Regions from separate parts of the Mus musculus genome. Here all the other regions are linked to region 2. Evidence: chromatin contacts called from public Hi-C and promoter capture Hi-C data. All regions are on one chromosome and are shown on one strand. The core of a region is the stretch at or near the end of the contact, and the rest is flanking DNA. Distances in the headings are between cores, read along the strand shown. Region 1 overlaps Rtn1 (reticulon 1). Region 2 overlaps Lrrc9 (leucine rich repeat containing 9). Region 3 has its middle 30 kb from the start of Dhrs7.

Region 1 (4,198 bases), core at 1,645-4,144, 200 kb before region 2:
AGGCAACTCTGAAGAACTAGAAGGCAGATTAGTGATTTGCGGGGCCTTCAAGAGAGGAGGCAGAGGAAGAGTGAGCTACAGGGCAGAGTTTCCGTCAGGAATACTGGAAATGTTACACTGTGGTGACAGGAGCGTAAATGAAGAAATAACCCGTGGACTATGGATGTCAGAATGGTGAATTTTCTGGCTTGTGGATTGTGTCTGAATAGATCTGATATAAAACAGTCACCAGCTGTAGTCTGCTGGTCCCGGTTGGTTCGAGATTCAGTCATAGCTGCCTGTTCCTTGCTCAACCCATCTGCAGAGCGACCTGAGTGGGTTCAATGCTCTCCAAGATTGTTCTCAGGACAAAAACAAAACCTCCCTCTTTGAAAAGGTGTGTTTTCACATGGACCGTGGAGATCCAGAAGTAATTGTCAGCAGCCGGAGGATTCACGTCAACACGTCTGCTGGGACAAGAGCACGACTGAATTTTACAAAAGTGTAATAGAGCCCCAGACCTTAGCACAACTGACGTCATGATGGGCGTACCATTCAGACCATAAAACTCAACGTGTAGACAGTACCACCTGCCAAAAACAAGCGTGCAGACCTACTCCATCAGAGCCCGTAGGTCCGGGGAAGTCTCTAGGTGGACTGACCCTGCTCTTCAGCTTCTGTGGCTATGCTTCTGGCTAACTGTTCTTGCTAACTGAAGTATGTCAACTCAGGATGGCGTTTTGGTGCCTAAAGGCACACCATGAGAAAGGGACTACGCTATGATAAGAACCTCTGAACATGAATCTTCACTTTAGAATCACTGCCCCCAAGAACAGCCAGACCTCTGTCAGATTCAAAGATCTACTGAAAGATTGAAAAAAAAAACTGCAAATGCCATGCGATGTTTAATGATTTTGATGTGGGCAGATTGCTCTTTCTGTCTTTGGGAGGATGAAATGAATGAGTATACAGGGTCCATCACCAGGGGAAGGGGAAACAGAAATGCTCAGAGTTTGAAACTTGCCAACACCAAAAGGCCTGTGCTCTTGAGGCTTTAGAAGCCCTGAGTTACTAGATCCTGAACACCAGCACACATCCCCACCTCACAGACTGGTTATGCAGTGGACGGAAAGCTGGCTTCTTAGTTTTAATTCAGTGTTGCCTGTGCAGACAGTAGAGATGTGATGGATGTTGGCGGTACAATCTAACTGCCAGCCACAGAGAGGCAAGAGGACTCAAGGGCACGCCAGTGGGGCAGCCAGAGAGACATCATGCTGGCCTTGTAGTTGGGGACCAGCAACACCATGGTCGGTAGGAGAGTCTGCCTCTCTGGAAAGTTGTGCCTCCAAAAAAGCACAGTATTTGATGCCAACCATGCACACTGGGCTGGGGGTAGAAAGAAATGGCTAATCAGAAAACCAGGCCCTTATTATGAATGTTCAGTGAGATGAAGTTTGTGCAGCTTTTATTGGCCAAACAAATAGTTTTCTGGTTCTATTGAGTAATATAAGACTGAAAGAAAACACTCTCTGTAGTCAAAAGAATAGGAGTGGCCTAAATCTCCTTGGTATCTGGAGTTACTGTGTTAAAAAAACACTCCTAAGAGCATACAATAAGAGGACATGCAATGCTTTTCCCTAGTCCCCAAACTCAATTTTACTTTTGCTTTCACACAGGTTACTGCAGGCTCCTGGCTTCAGGCTGGGGAGTATGAACAATCCAATACGAATGTGCAGCTTCCTCCATCCCTCCTCTCTGCCCCACTTTGTACCTGATCCCTGATGGCCTCTATGGAGGTTAAATGTTTAATTTCAGTTATACAAAGGTCTGTTGAGTTTCTCAAGCTATGCAGTAACTCCAAATGTACCACATAACAGGGAGAAGCCAGGTAGAAAACACATTTGCACCCCACCCCCCGCAGTAGTGTGTCATCATTTCAGCATCTGAAACTGGTACTCGGGCAATTGAAGCAACAATTATTTCTGTATTTGCCACCCCACCCCCAGTAAACCAAACAAATACTGTTATTACTTTTGGACAACCTAATCTCTTCCTTTGAAGTAAAGGGGAACGGGAAGAAGAACGGGATCAATATTCCACTAATAATCCCCCGGCCCCCAGATTTTGGAAGCTGTGGATAAATAAGTACAGAAAGATATGAATACAGATACGGCTCAGCTGTTGCAGTGTAAGTCAGCAACACAGAGAGGCCGGGGTAAGTGTGGCCTTCAGTGTGCCTGGAATGTTTTGTGACATCATTTTTAGCTGCATGTCTCTACCAATGTCTGGTTTCAAGGACTGGGTCTTAGTCACCTTAGGCTCCTCAGCTCCTACCCAGGAATTCCTATGTACTTGATTCAGGAATCCATGAGAGTGTGGGTATAGACACGTCTAATAACGTAAATAAAGATGAGCCTACATGACCTGCTTACAATTCTGATTGCTTGACTCTAGAACCTCCTACCACAACTACTGATAGAAATATTAGTCTTCTCATGATGTTCAGTGTTCAGATCAACTTGACTTCAAAGCTAGTAAAAGTAGGTCAAGAGAAATGAACCAGACTGCCTATACCTCTGGACTGGACTTAACTTCACACTGCCTATCACCACCTTGCTCTGAGTTATCTGGGTTCATTTGTGTGGATACATTAATCTCCTTCATGGATGGGATGTCAGGGCAGCAGACAGTCTTCCTGTTCTCCACTCCCTCCATTCCAATGTCTTCTAAAAAGCCCAGCATATACTCTGTTCTTAATAATCGTTTATTCAGTAACTTTACTGAGGTGGCAAATGTTCACCCACTGAGAGTCAGACTGCTATTTCAGATAAAGCAAAGGGACTTAGGAACACACTGACTGCTTAGTTACATCACACGCTTGCACGTGCTTCCCGAAGCTGAAGCACAAGTCTCCGGGAAAGGTGCATGGAGAGCCAAGAGAACATGATCCTTGGACAGCAGCCCCATGCGGTGATCAGTGGAAGAGTCGGCCCCATCAGTGTGCGAGGCTTGGGCTGCGTTCTACTGAGATGTTAAAAAGAAAGGGGACTTGCCGCACGGAAGCCAGATGGGCTTGAATGCCATGGAACTTACAGCAGATGGCACTCAAATATTAAGCTAACATTTGCCTATGCTCCAAGACGAGCCGTGTGAAGCTGGTTACATGATGTCTATTTAGAAACAAGCAGCAGATAGGAAAATAAATCTGGTATCGCTAAAGCTGTCTGCTAAAAGCAAACCTAGGCATTATCACCCAATGTACTTTTTGTACAAAGGAAATGTTGATATTCCTAAGGCTGAGTTAAGTCTAACGAAAACACCCAGAACAGGGCAGCAGGAGCCCACTCTCCCCGGAACCTGTTCAAAAAACAGGCTCGGTCTGATGAAGCCGTGAAAATCTGCTTCTGTGAATCCCATGGCAACAGTGGCAGTCCTCAGACAAACACTTTACAAACCAGATTTGTTTTTCTTCTTTCTAAATACCTTTGTGTGATATTTTTGGAAAATGTTGAAATACAACCGGCATTGCGTAAGGTGTAAACACACTGTTCCAAACGCTCCAGTTTTAGATCGGGTGTTTGTTAGTTTCTCACTAACCCACGGTGGTGACTCTGCTGGTAACCCTGCAGCATCCGGCTCTCTGGGGGATGCCCCAGAAAGTCTTGTCAGCTGAAAGTCAGACTCAATAACACTTACAAAGTGCAGTGGCTATCCAGTCAGAGGAGAAGATACTCTCGAGATTTATAAGCAGCGCAATGTCACAGCATATTGGCCATCCACTTTGCCTGGGTTCTTCAAGGCTTCCTCCCAGAGAAGAGGAGTCACGGAATAGTCTCTGATTTTCTCATTAAATCAGAAGTATAAAGACTATGAAATCTTGGTCACCAAAAAGTCAAGAGCAGAGCTAATAAGAGAGTCATACAACCATGTGAACAGTGAAGAATCTCATAATGATTCTCTATGTGTAAAAACTTTCCTGGTAAAAAATGTTTGTCATAGACAAAGGAGCCCTACCTAATAACCAACTAGCACACAGAGCGTTGCCCTGATTTCTGTCATCATTTAAGACACCTTTGCTCACATGCTAATTAAAATAGATCAACTGAAAGGGGGGAATTGGAAGAGTATTAGAGAAATATGACATATTTATTTAAAGTATCAATAGTTCTGAGGTTATGCAAGAAAAATGTTTCTGGTTTTGGATATGCACATTGAAACA
Region 2 (4,678 bases), core at 1,123-3,622:
TCCTCTTAGGCTTCAGAACTGTTTCTAAGTTCCTGGGGAAATACAGTGTTGGCAATTATGGAAGATATTTGAACCCACAAAGATAGTATAGCAAGATTACTTTTAAAATTGTAAATAGAAAACCCAAGGTGTTCATGAGGGACTCCCAGGCTCCGTGTAACAGGATAAGTGCCCAAAAATCCTATGCAGGGTGCAGTTTCCCAGTGTAATATTATCTAGCTCTCATCAAATAAAAATGTACATCAAATTTTCTAGAAAATGGAAAGACAACTCCTGGTGGTTTAATACTCTGAGACACTCTGGAGAGATTACTAATCGCACGCTTTTCAATAAAACCTCCCATTCCAATAAATGCAAATTCTTCAGAAGTGTGCATTTTGCGCTCATTCAGTCACTAAGGGTGGATTTCTTCTTCTTTTTTTATTAGATATTGTCTTTATTTACATTTCGAATGTTATCCCCTTTCCTAGTTTCCCCTCCGAAAATCTCCTATCCCTTTCCCATTCCCCCTGCTCCCCAACCCACCCATTCCTGCTTTCTGGCCCTGGCATTCCCCTATACTGGGAAATAGAACCTTCACAGGACCAAGGGCCTCTCCTCCCATTGATGACTGACTAGGCCATCCTCTGCTACATATGCAGCTAGAGCCACAAGTCTCACCATATGTTTTCTTTGATTGGCGGTTTAGTCCCAGGGAACTCTGAAGGTACTGGTTAGTTCATATTGTTGTTCCTCCTATGGGGCTGCAAACCCCTTCAGCTCCTTGGGTACTTTTTCTAGCTCCTTCACTGGGGACCCTGTGCTTGTCCAATGGATGACTGTGAGCATCCACTTCTGTATTTGTCAGGCATTGGCAGAACCTCTCAGGAGACAGCTATGTCAGGCTCCTGTCAGCAAAATCTTGTTGGCATCTGCAATAGTGTCTGGATCTGGTGGTAAAGGTGGATTCTTGTGCATAGTCTTACATAACTCGTATTGCATGCATTCTATATATGTTGAAGCTCTTGTCCTTCTTATTAACTGCCCTCATTTGAAAGGTGTCATGAGAAAATACATTTAGAAAATACATAAATGTAGGGGGAAAAGGTCTTGTTCTGTTCACTAACTGTAAATATTATGTATTTCCTTTTTCATTTTAGCATCGCAAAAGCTCAGGGCCAATTTTATGATACAATAATAGAAATTCTATAGGACATTACATTCTCCCTGTCTCTAACCCTAGTTTTTAATCTGTTCTAATTTATGTTGTTCTTGTTGAGTTTGTTTGTCTGTCTGTCTGTTTGTTTGTTTGTCTGTCTGTTTGCTTTTGAGACAGGGTTTCTCCATGTTCTCTGTGTAACCCCCCTGACTATCCTGGAACTCCTTCTATAGACTAGGCTTACATCTAACTCACAGTTCTGCCTGCCTCTGCCTGCTGAATGCTGGAATTAAAGGTGTGTGCCACCACTGCCTGGCTTAACTTACCTTGTCCTTAGTCTTGATCTTCTTCATCATGTATTATTTGTGCTTTTATTGTTTTCTTACATGCTTCCTGTAAGCTGCTCTAAGTTCTTTGTGGAATGGGGTTACAAATCTGTGAATTAATAATGGGGTATGAAGACCAGGCTGAAGAATTAGACTTCAAATTAAAGAGAACAAGAATATGTCGAATAGTTTTCAGGAGTGTAATTACATATCTAGAACTGTGTATTAAGAATTCTCATCTAATAGCAGTATTTATGGCAGCAAAGAAGATTACTAAAATATACCAGGAACAAATAATGAGAAACTGGACCAGAAGGAGGTGACTTTAAAAATAGAAAGATGGCTGGGCAGTGATGATGCATGCCTTTAATCCTAGCACTCCAGCAGATCCTAGCAGAGGCAGGCAGATCTCTGTGAGTTTGAGGCCAGCCTAGTCTATATAGTAAGTTCCAAGACAGCCAGGGCTATGTAGAGCAGCCCCATATCAAAAAACAAACATAAAAACAAAACAAATGAATAAATAAATAAAAGCAGAAAACTGAGACTTATGAAAAGCAATGGGGCCTCTTCAGTCACACCACCCAAAATGTGTCTGTGCTCATCTAAGCTTGTAAGCTAAGCAGGGTTCGGCCGAGTTGGTATTGCACAGGAGAAATTCTGGGAGAAACTGACAGAATTTATCAGCCATACACAGCAAACATGAAAAGATACCTACTGCTGGGGTCCAGGAATCCCCCCACAAACCACTCAGACCCTGGTCTCAGTCAAACAAGAACATTGAACACCCACACCAAGACTGATCTATCAGGGCATAGCATAGACTCAGGAGCTAAGACTGAGACCTTGAATGTTTCTCAGGGCCAGTTTATAAAGGCAAACACTGCAATGAGCTCATACGTAGCTTCAGGGTGGCGCAAGCTATTTTGGCTAGCTAAACAAAATAGTTGTAACTGACCTTGAATTTGATTGGTCCTAAGTGGAGCCTGTGATTGTGAAATTGCCCAAAAAAATAGCAAAGCTGAGAACATAACAGGATATGTGGTCAGTCTGACCTTCCAGAAAGAATTTTCTATGTCAGCATTACAACAACAATATGAAATGGCTGGCAGGCATGAAACGAAAATGACTACAGTTATGCTAGGGAGTCAGGTGTTAATGTCTACAGAGTTTGCAACTACAATACAAGTGTTAAAGAGGGGCTTGGGCTTACTACCTCTTTGGATTCTTGGCCTTCATAAACGAAACTCACTAGGAAGCTTAAGGTCAATTTTACTAATGTTTAAGAGGAAACAGCAGGGCAAGCAAGTTATAGATCTTGGCAGCCATTGGGAAAGGTATATGAAAGGAAGGAAGAGAGAAAGTCTTGCCTTGAGTTGGGTCAGCAGCCTGTCACATGGCAGCAAGTAGGTACAAGACAAAGGAAGTAGCTTCAGAGGGTAGTAAGAAGACCCATGATGCTAGAGAAAACATGTTTAGGCTTTGGTAAAAGAAAAAGAGAAAGTTATACTGTTCTGGTGGCTAGACCTTAAAAGATCAGCACAGTGATGGATCCATGGGTGACCACACTGGGGGAGATAGGCTGAAGAAAAAGCACATTATCTCACTAAGGGGAAAATTATTCCTCCCAGTGCTTCAGCACAGCTTTGAATGAATAAACCTTCCTGAGAGGTGAGGCCTTGAGAAGGTAATTGACAGGTTCTGGTGAATTAGCCCTTTTCCGCCCCTTCATTCTTTTTAATTGGTATTTTATTTATTTACATTTCAAATGTCCTCTCCTTTCCCGGTTTCTCCTCTGCAAACCCCTTATCTCATCCCCACCTCCTGCTTCTATGAGGGAGCTCACCCACCCACTCCCACCGAGGAAACAATAGTATGTCAGGTCTCTACATTCAAGCCAGAGGCTGAGTCCATGCTTTTGACTAGGAGGAAATAGATTTCCCTTAATGAGCACCAACAGATCCCTGATAGTTATAGTCACCAAGACTACTGTAACAATAAACAGGCCCCAATAAAATAGAAGAGAGGCAACTTCCAGGGAGGAGACTTTCAGACGAATTACATCTCATGACACATTTGATTATCTGACTGGAAATATCAAGCAGGCGGTTGAAATCATAGACTAAATTTGGATATAGAAATTTAATCCACATTCTTTTTAAGAGTCAGAAACAGCTTGAAAAGAGCTGACAGTTAAACTGAAAGCATTTGTAAGGCTGTCTAAAAAAAAAGAGAGAGAGAGAGAGTACAGAATGCAAGGAAGTCTGGGTAAGGCTTTGGGGTGAGGGGTTATCCCAGCACCCAGTTTCCTGAGGAAGGCAGTGAAGTGATATGGAGTCAGCCATCAGGGCTAAAGATGCCTCTGCCTGTGAGTTATATGGCCAAAAGCCACTGGCTTCTGGGTACTAACTCCTGTATAGCAGCAGAGAAAAAGAAACTTAATTACTTTGGTTCTTTTCTGTTTGACTCAGATCCCTCACTGGCTAGGTGAGAGGCTTGGAGTTCCTTAACTCTTAGTGAGCCAGAAAGAAGAGAAAAGAAAAAAGAAAAGAAAAGAAAAAAAAAAGAAAAGAAAAGAAAAGAAAAGAAGAGGAAAGGAAAGGAAAGGAAAGGAAAAAGGAAAGGAAAGGAAAAAGGAAAAAGGAAAGGAAAAAGGAAAAAGGAAAGGAGGAAGGGAAGGGAAGGGAAGGGAAGGGAAGGGAAGAGGGAAGGGAAGGGAAGAGGGAAGGGAAGGGGAGAAGGGAAGGGGAGAAGGAAAGGGGAGAAGGGAAAAAGGAAAAGGGAGAAGGGGAGAAGGGAAAAAGGAAAAGGGAGAAGGGGAGAAGGGAAAAAGGAAAAGGGAGAAGGGGAGAAGGGAAAAAGGGAAAAAGGAAAAGGGAAAAAGGAAAAGGGAAAAAGGAAAAGGGAAAAAGGAAAAAGGGAAAAAGGAAAAAGGGAAAAAGGAAAAAGGGAAAAAGGGAAAAAGGGAAAAGGGAAAAGGGAAAAAGGGAAAAGGGAAAAGGAAAAAGGGAAAAGGGAAAAGGGAAAAGGAAAAAGGGAAAAGGAAAAAGGAAAAGGAAAAAGGAAAAGGAAAAAGGAAAAGGAAAAGGAAAAAGGAAAAGGAAAAGGAAAAGGAAAAAGGAAAAGGAAAAAGGAAAAGGAAAAAGGAAAGGAAAGGAAAGGAAGAAAGAATGGAAAGGAAGGAAGAAAGAATGGAAAGAAAGAAAAAGGCACACTT
Region 3 (4,540 bases), core at 1,003-3,502, 200 kb after region 2:
TAAAATAAAAATCAATCTATGAATTGCTTATTTGTGATGCTTTCCTTTAAAATTTTCTATCCTCCTTCCTTCCTTCCTTCCTTTTTTTCTTTCTTTCTTTCTTTTTTATTTATTTTTTTTTTTTGAGGCAGGGTTTGTTGTGTATCTCTGCTGTATTGGAGCTCACTCTGAAGACCAGGCTGACCACGAACTCACAGAGATCTACCTGCCTCTGCCTCCCAAGTGCTGGGATTAAAGATGTGTGCCACCACTGTCCAACATCTGTTTAATATTTTCAATCTTAGTTGACTGTGGGTGATTGAAAGCATAGAAAATGAGCCTCGGGCTGGTGAGATGGCTCAGTGGGTAAGAGCACCCGACTGCTCTTCCAAAGGTTCGGAGTTCAAATCCCAGCAACCACATGGTGGCTCACAACCATCTGTAACAAGATCTGACTCCCTCTTCTGGATTGTCTGAAGACAGCTACAGTGTACTTACATATAATAAATAAATGAATCTTTAAAAAAAAAAAAAGAAAAAAAAAAGAAAATGAGCCTCTTTCCAAAGTAAGCCTCTACCTTCCTGGTCCCACTGACTAAGGAGGACTCTGCTAATTAATTTATTAAAGGTCCTTTGCACATGATGAATGGCTTCTCTCTCAGTTCTTCAAGGTTCTTTTTTACTTTTGTCTTTCGGTGTTGAGATATGTCCTGGGCTGACCTCAAAAATACATCTGTAATCCAGGCTGGCTTTGAATTTATGGTCTTCTTACCTCCACTTCCCAAATTGTAAATTACAACTGTGTACCACAGTGTCCAGTGTATGGCTGAAGATCCAACCCAGAGTCTCATACATGCAACGCATACAATGTCAATGCTATGTAAATAGGTGTGATGCTGCATTGTTTAGGGACTAACGCCATGATGGGTAGTGGGAACCAAAAGGCATGCCCAATATGAACACGATTTTTAAAAGGAATATTTTCCATCCACAGCTGATGGACTCCACAGTTGTGAAATCCACACGTGCAAAGCGCCGGCTACCTTGACTGCCTGGGTCCTTACAGAAACAGTTCTGTGTGACAGCAAAAGCCATGATGCTCCTGGCGTGGGGAAGAAGCTAGAGCCAGGAGCCCAAGCGATGTTAACACACTAGAAAGCAAACGGCGCAAGGCATCCGAAGCAGTGGTATATATCAAGAATACCTTACGCTGCTACTAGGGGTAGTAACTTCTTAGTTGATAAAGGGAAGGGAAGGCCAGGGTCGGTGTATTTCCTTGCATGACTCACACTCTGGCCCCAGGTGTTTTCTAGAAAGCGCTGCCAAGGATTTGGAGTAGCTAACTCGGCAATGAGAATGATCAGTGAGGATGGGGTACGGTCCCCTTAAACTTCTCCAGGAGGTCTGTCTACAAAATTATTTTATTTAGCATTCTCTTTCGTAGACTAGTGTTCCCTCAAAGGGAAGCTAACTCTCATCTGTGCCAAATACATCATTTTCTAATGAGAAAGGTGAGGTTCCGAGAGCACGGAAGGATTTTCTGATGGCCACAGTGCCACATGCGGAAGAAGCAAACATGAAAAAGGCAGGTTGTGAAACAAGTATTTAATTTATGTCCCAGGAAAATTGTGACAACCTGTTTGCATCAACCATGTGTTGCTGTGACTCATTGCCCTTGAAATCTTCTCATCTATTTGATTGCTCAACTTTACATTAAAAAAAAATTTTTTTTTCACTACTAAAATTGCCCTTACTGTTGAGGGTTTTAAGGAACAAGTCAGCACTGCCCTCTACTGGTTGGCTTATATTTACTGTTAAATAAGTGGGTCCAAGGTGACGAATAGAATTTTTGAAAATGTTTCTTAATTTCAACGGCGCATACATAGAAACTGGCCAATCCGAGCTGTCTGGGTGTTCTCCTCTGCTGTTCGACTGCTCAAAATAAATTGTTGTTGTTGTTGTTGTTGTTGTTGTTGTTGTTGTTGTTTTTCTTTAAGAGACTCTTTGGCTTCCTGGTTTCCAGGACTACAACTTTGAAAGGTGAATTCAAATGTGTTAATGAAGGAGAGAGACAGAAAGGCAGATGAGACCTAGAAAAGAGAAAGAGAGCGATGGGAGAAATGTCCGGTTAAGTGGGGCTGTTTTTCCACTTTGGCAACCCTAAAAATAAGCGCAGTAAACCTCTCCTTGTGACATCAGCAGCTGTTGTGTTGACCGTGTGTCCGCTCATTCAGCGCACAGGATAACCGTTTAGCTTCTGGAGACAGAATTTCAGCTGTTGGCACTACTGCCCTGCCCGCCTCTCCCACAGTGCCAACGTTATGTTTCCATGAAGGCAGATTAAACTACAGTTTGGATGGGAGTCAGCTGGCCACATGTTACACCCGGCGTGGTAACAGTGTCACAGATGACTAAAGTCCGAGTAAAAGATTGACATTTCAATGCAAGAAAAATAAACAGTAGTAAAAGAAACTACTGTGTACCTCTCCAAAAAAAAAAAAAAAATTAAATTCTGGACTATAAATTACTGTGCCATAAACACCTAGATGCCGTTTTAAAATCTTTCATTATTCTTTAGCTGTTTTATATATGTATACAATGTATCTTGATCGTACCCTCCTCCAATTCCACTCCCATTCCTCCCAAACACCCCACCATATGCCCCTGGAATACTGGCTGAACTTGCTGGTTTGCTCTTGTGCAGACAACTAAATCTGCATCGAGGTGACAGGACAGCTGCTGATGGATGCATGTCCAGCAGGCGGCACCTCACAGCACCCGTCCCCTCCCCTGGCTCTTACATGCTTTTTGCCCCCATTTCTTCAATGCTCGAGGAGCCTCGTGGGGGTTGACAGAAATGTCCCACTCGGAGCTGATCACTCAGTAGTCACTTATCCTAAGCAGGCTGATGAGCTCTGAGTGTCTCACGCTGTCTGCTGCCCTCTGCAGAAAGATGCCTTGCTGCCTAAGGCCGAGAGCAGCACTAACCTAAGAATAGAAACATAAATATTTAGAAGACAGTTTGATGATGTGTCCATTTAGGAAAAAAGGAAAAATGGCAGTAGTAGTTTTGCCCCAGGACCTATGGTCTCCTGAACTATTGACTTTTGAGCAAATTTAGAGTAACAAGTGTGAATTCCTTCCTGTGAAGCAAGCCTCACATCCAACCAGAGAGTAGTTGGTTACGCCTATAACCTCCATGATCTGATAGTATCAGTAGACATACTAGATAGTTTTCTTTCTTTTCTTTTTTTTTAAGATTTATTTATTTATTTAATGTATGTGAGTACACTGTAGCTGTACAGATGTTTGTGAGCCTTCATGTGGTTGTTGGGAATTGAATTTTTAAGACCTCTGCCCGGCTCACTCTGGTCAACTCTGCTCGCTCTGGCCCAAAGATTGATTGATTGATTGATTGATTGATTGATTGATTGATTATATGTAAGTACACTGTAGCTGGCTTCAGATGCACCAGAGGAGGGAGTCAGATCTCATTACCAATGGTTGTGAGCCACCATGTGGTTGCTGGGATTTGAACTCAGGACCTTTAGGAAGAGCAGTCAGTGCTCTTACCTGCTGAGCCATCTCGCCAGCCCACTAGATAGTTTTCTAAGACAAAGTTAATAGAGTTAGCCTTCTTTTCTGAGTTCAATGTTCTCAAACCAGACTCTGCACCCCTTGATCTTGGGAAGAACATGGGCTTTAGTGTCTTTAGTATAGCCTTCTTACCTAGGTAGAGGTAAGAGGTAGAAACAAAAGTGTCAGATTCATATGATGTGGGGAAATTTAAATGAACTAGAATGTCTACTTTCCTTTTTTTTTGTTTTTGTTTTTGTTTTTGTTTTTTTCGAGACAGGGTTTCTCTGTGTAGCCCTGGCTGTCCTGGAACTCACTTTGTTGACCAGGCTGGCCTTGAACTCAGAAATCCGCCTGCCTCTGCCTCCTGAGTGCTGGGATTAAAGGCGTGTGCACCACGCCTGGGGAACATCTACTTTCCTTAACTGGCATACAGCAGAACATTGTTTTCTTCCCTGTCATTCAGGCTCCTGTGATGTTGTGGATGCTAGACAACTGAGCGGCATCATTTCTAAGTAACAAGCCTACGAGTCTCTCCTTCTACACCTTCCTCCTTAACTACCACCACCATCATTCGTCTAGGTGTTCAAGCCAGAAACAAGAACATCAGCCTTTCCCCAGCACACCACCACCATGCTTCCAAAGCTCCTACCTTGTCCTCAGACCCAGTGCCTTCTCCTCTGAACGAGGCTAGATTTCTTGGATCCTCTTAGGTTCAGTTCTTATTCAGCTTGCATGTTCTCAAACAACCCTTTTTACTTCTATCAGAGAACTAATCAAACTGATGGTTTGAGATTTGGAGAGAGAGAGAGACAGAGTAATACTTTCTGGGCTATGGGCATGAATGAAGTATACAGTATTTTGATTTTTGCCTCTAAGTTCTCACATTGTACCAACTACAGGAAGATGAAAAACATTGATAGACTAAATGAAAGGATGGATAGGTGGGTAGACTACAGGATTTGTTTATTTTATTTTGTTTTAT

What was found. A called contact is a pair of places that touch in the nucleus more often than the background predicts. Capture Hi-C pulls out chosen DNA fragments and counts their contacts.
Region 1: a contact with region 2 is called in a Hi-C map of liver, with 2.1 times the contacts expected there. The contact joins two enhancer-like sites. A contact is called at or near these places in 1 of 484 Hi-C or Micro-C datasets (liver) and 1 of 9 other capture datasets (pancreatic islet).
Region 3: a contact with region 2 is called in a promoter capture Hi-C map of adipose tissue. The contact joins two enhancer-like sites. A contact is called at or near these places in 2 of 484 Hi-C or Micro-C datasets (nephron progenitors and stem cell-derived epiblast-like cells), 4 of 115 datasets of contacts at active chromatin or transcription factors (embryonic stem cells, epiblast stem cells and trophoblast stem cells) and 3 of 9 other capture datasets (adipose tissue, liver and pancreatic islet).

Annotation. Positions count from the first base shown.
Region 1 is chr12:72,282,562-72,286,759 of GRCm38.p6, forward strand. The region is part of intron 3 of Rtn1 (reticulon 1); the gene reads right to left. Gm52013 (a long non-coding RNA gene) reads left to right here. Exons shown (of 3, transcript XR_003950281.1): 3 at 1-864. Among named protein-coding and RNA genes, the nearest start is that of Gm52013, 25 kb to the left of the region's middle. Within about 2 kb of position 2,895, at least 38 of the 459 cell types and tissues checked have an H3K27ac peak or open chromatin away from gene starts, as enhancers often do. A contact at or near this core is called in liver, where this site is marked.
Region 2 is chr12:72,487,784-72,492,461 of GRCm38.p6, forward strand. The region is part of intron 23 of Lrrc9 (leucine rich repeat containing 9); the gene reads left to right. Among named protein-coding and RNA genes, the nearest start is that of Pcnx4, 46 kb to the right of the region's middle. Within about 2 kb of position 2,373, at least 51 of the 459 cell types and tissues checked have an H3K27ac peak or open chromatin away from gene starts, as enhancers often do. A contact at or near this core is called in adipose tissue and liver, where this site is marked.
Region 3 is chr12:72,692,364-72,696,903 of GRCm38.p6, forward strand. No RefSeq gene overlaps it. Among named protein-coding and RNA genes, the nearest start is that of Dhrs7, 30 kb to the left of the region's middle. Within about 2 kb of position 2,253, at least 28 of the 459 cell types and tissues checked have an H3K27ac peak or open chromatin away from gene starts, as enhancers often do. A contact at or near this core is called in adipose tissue and liver, where this site is marked.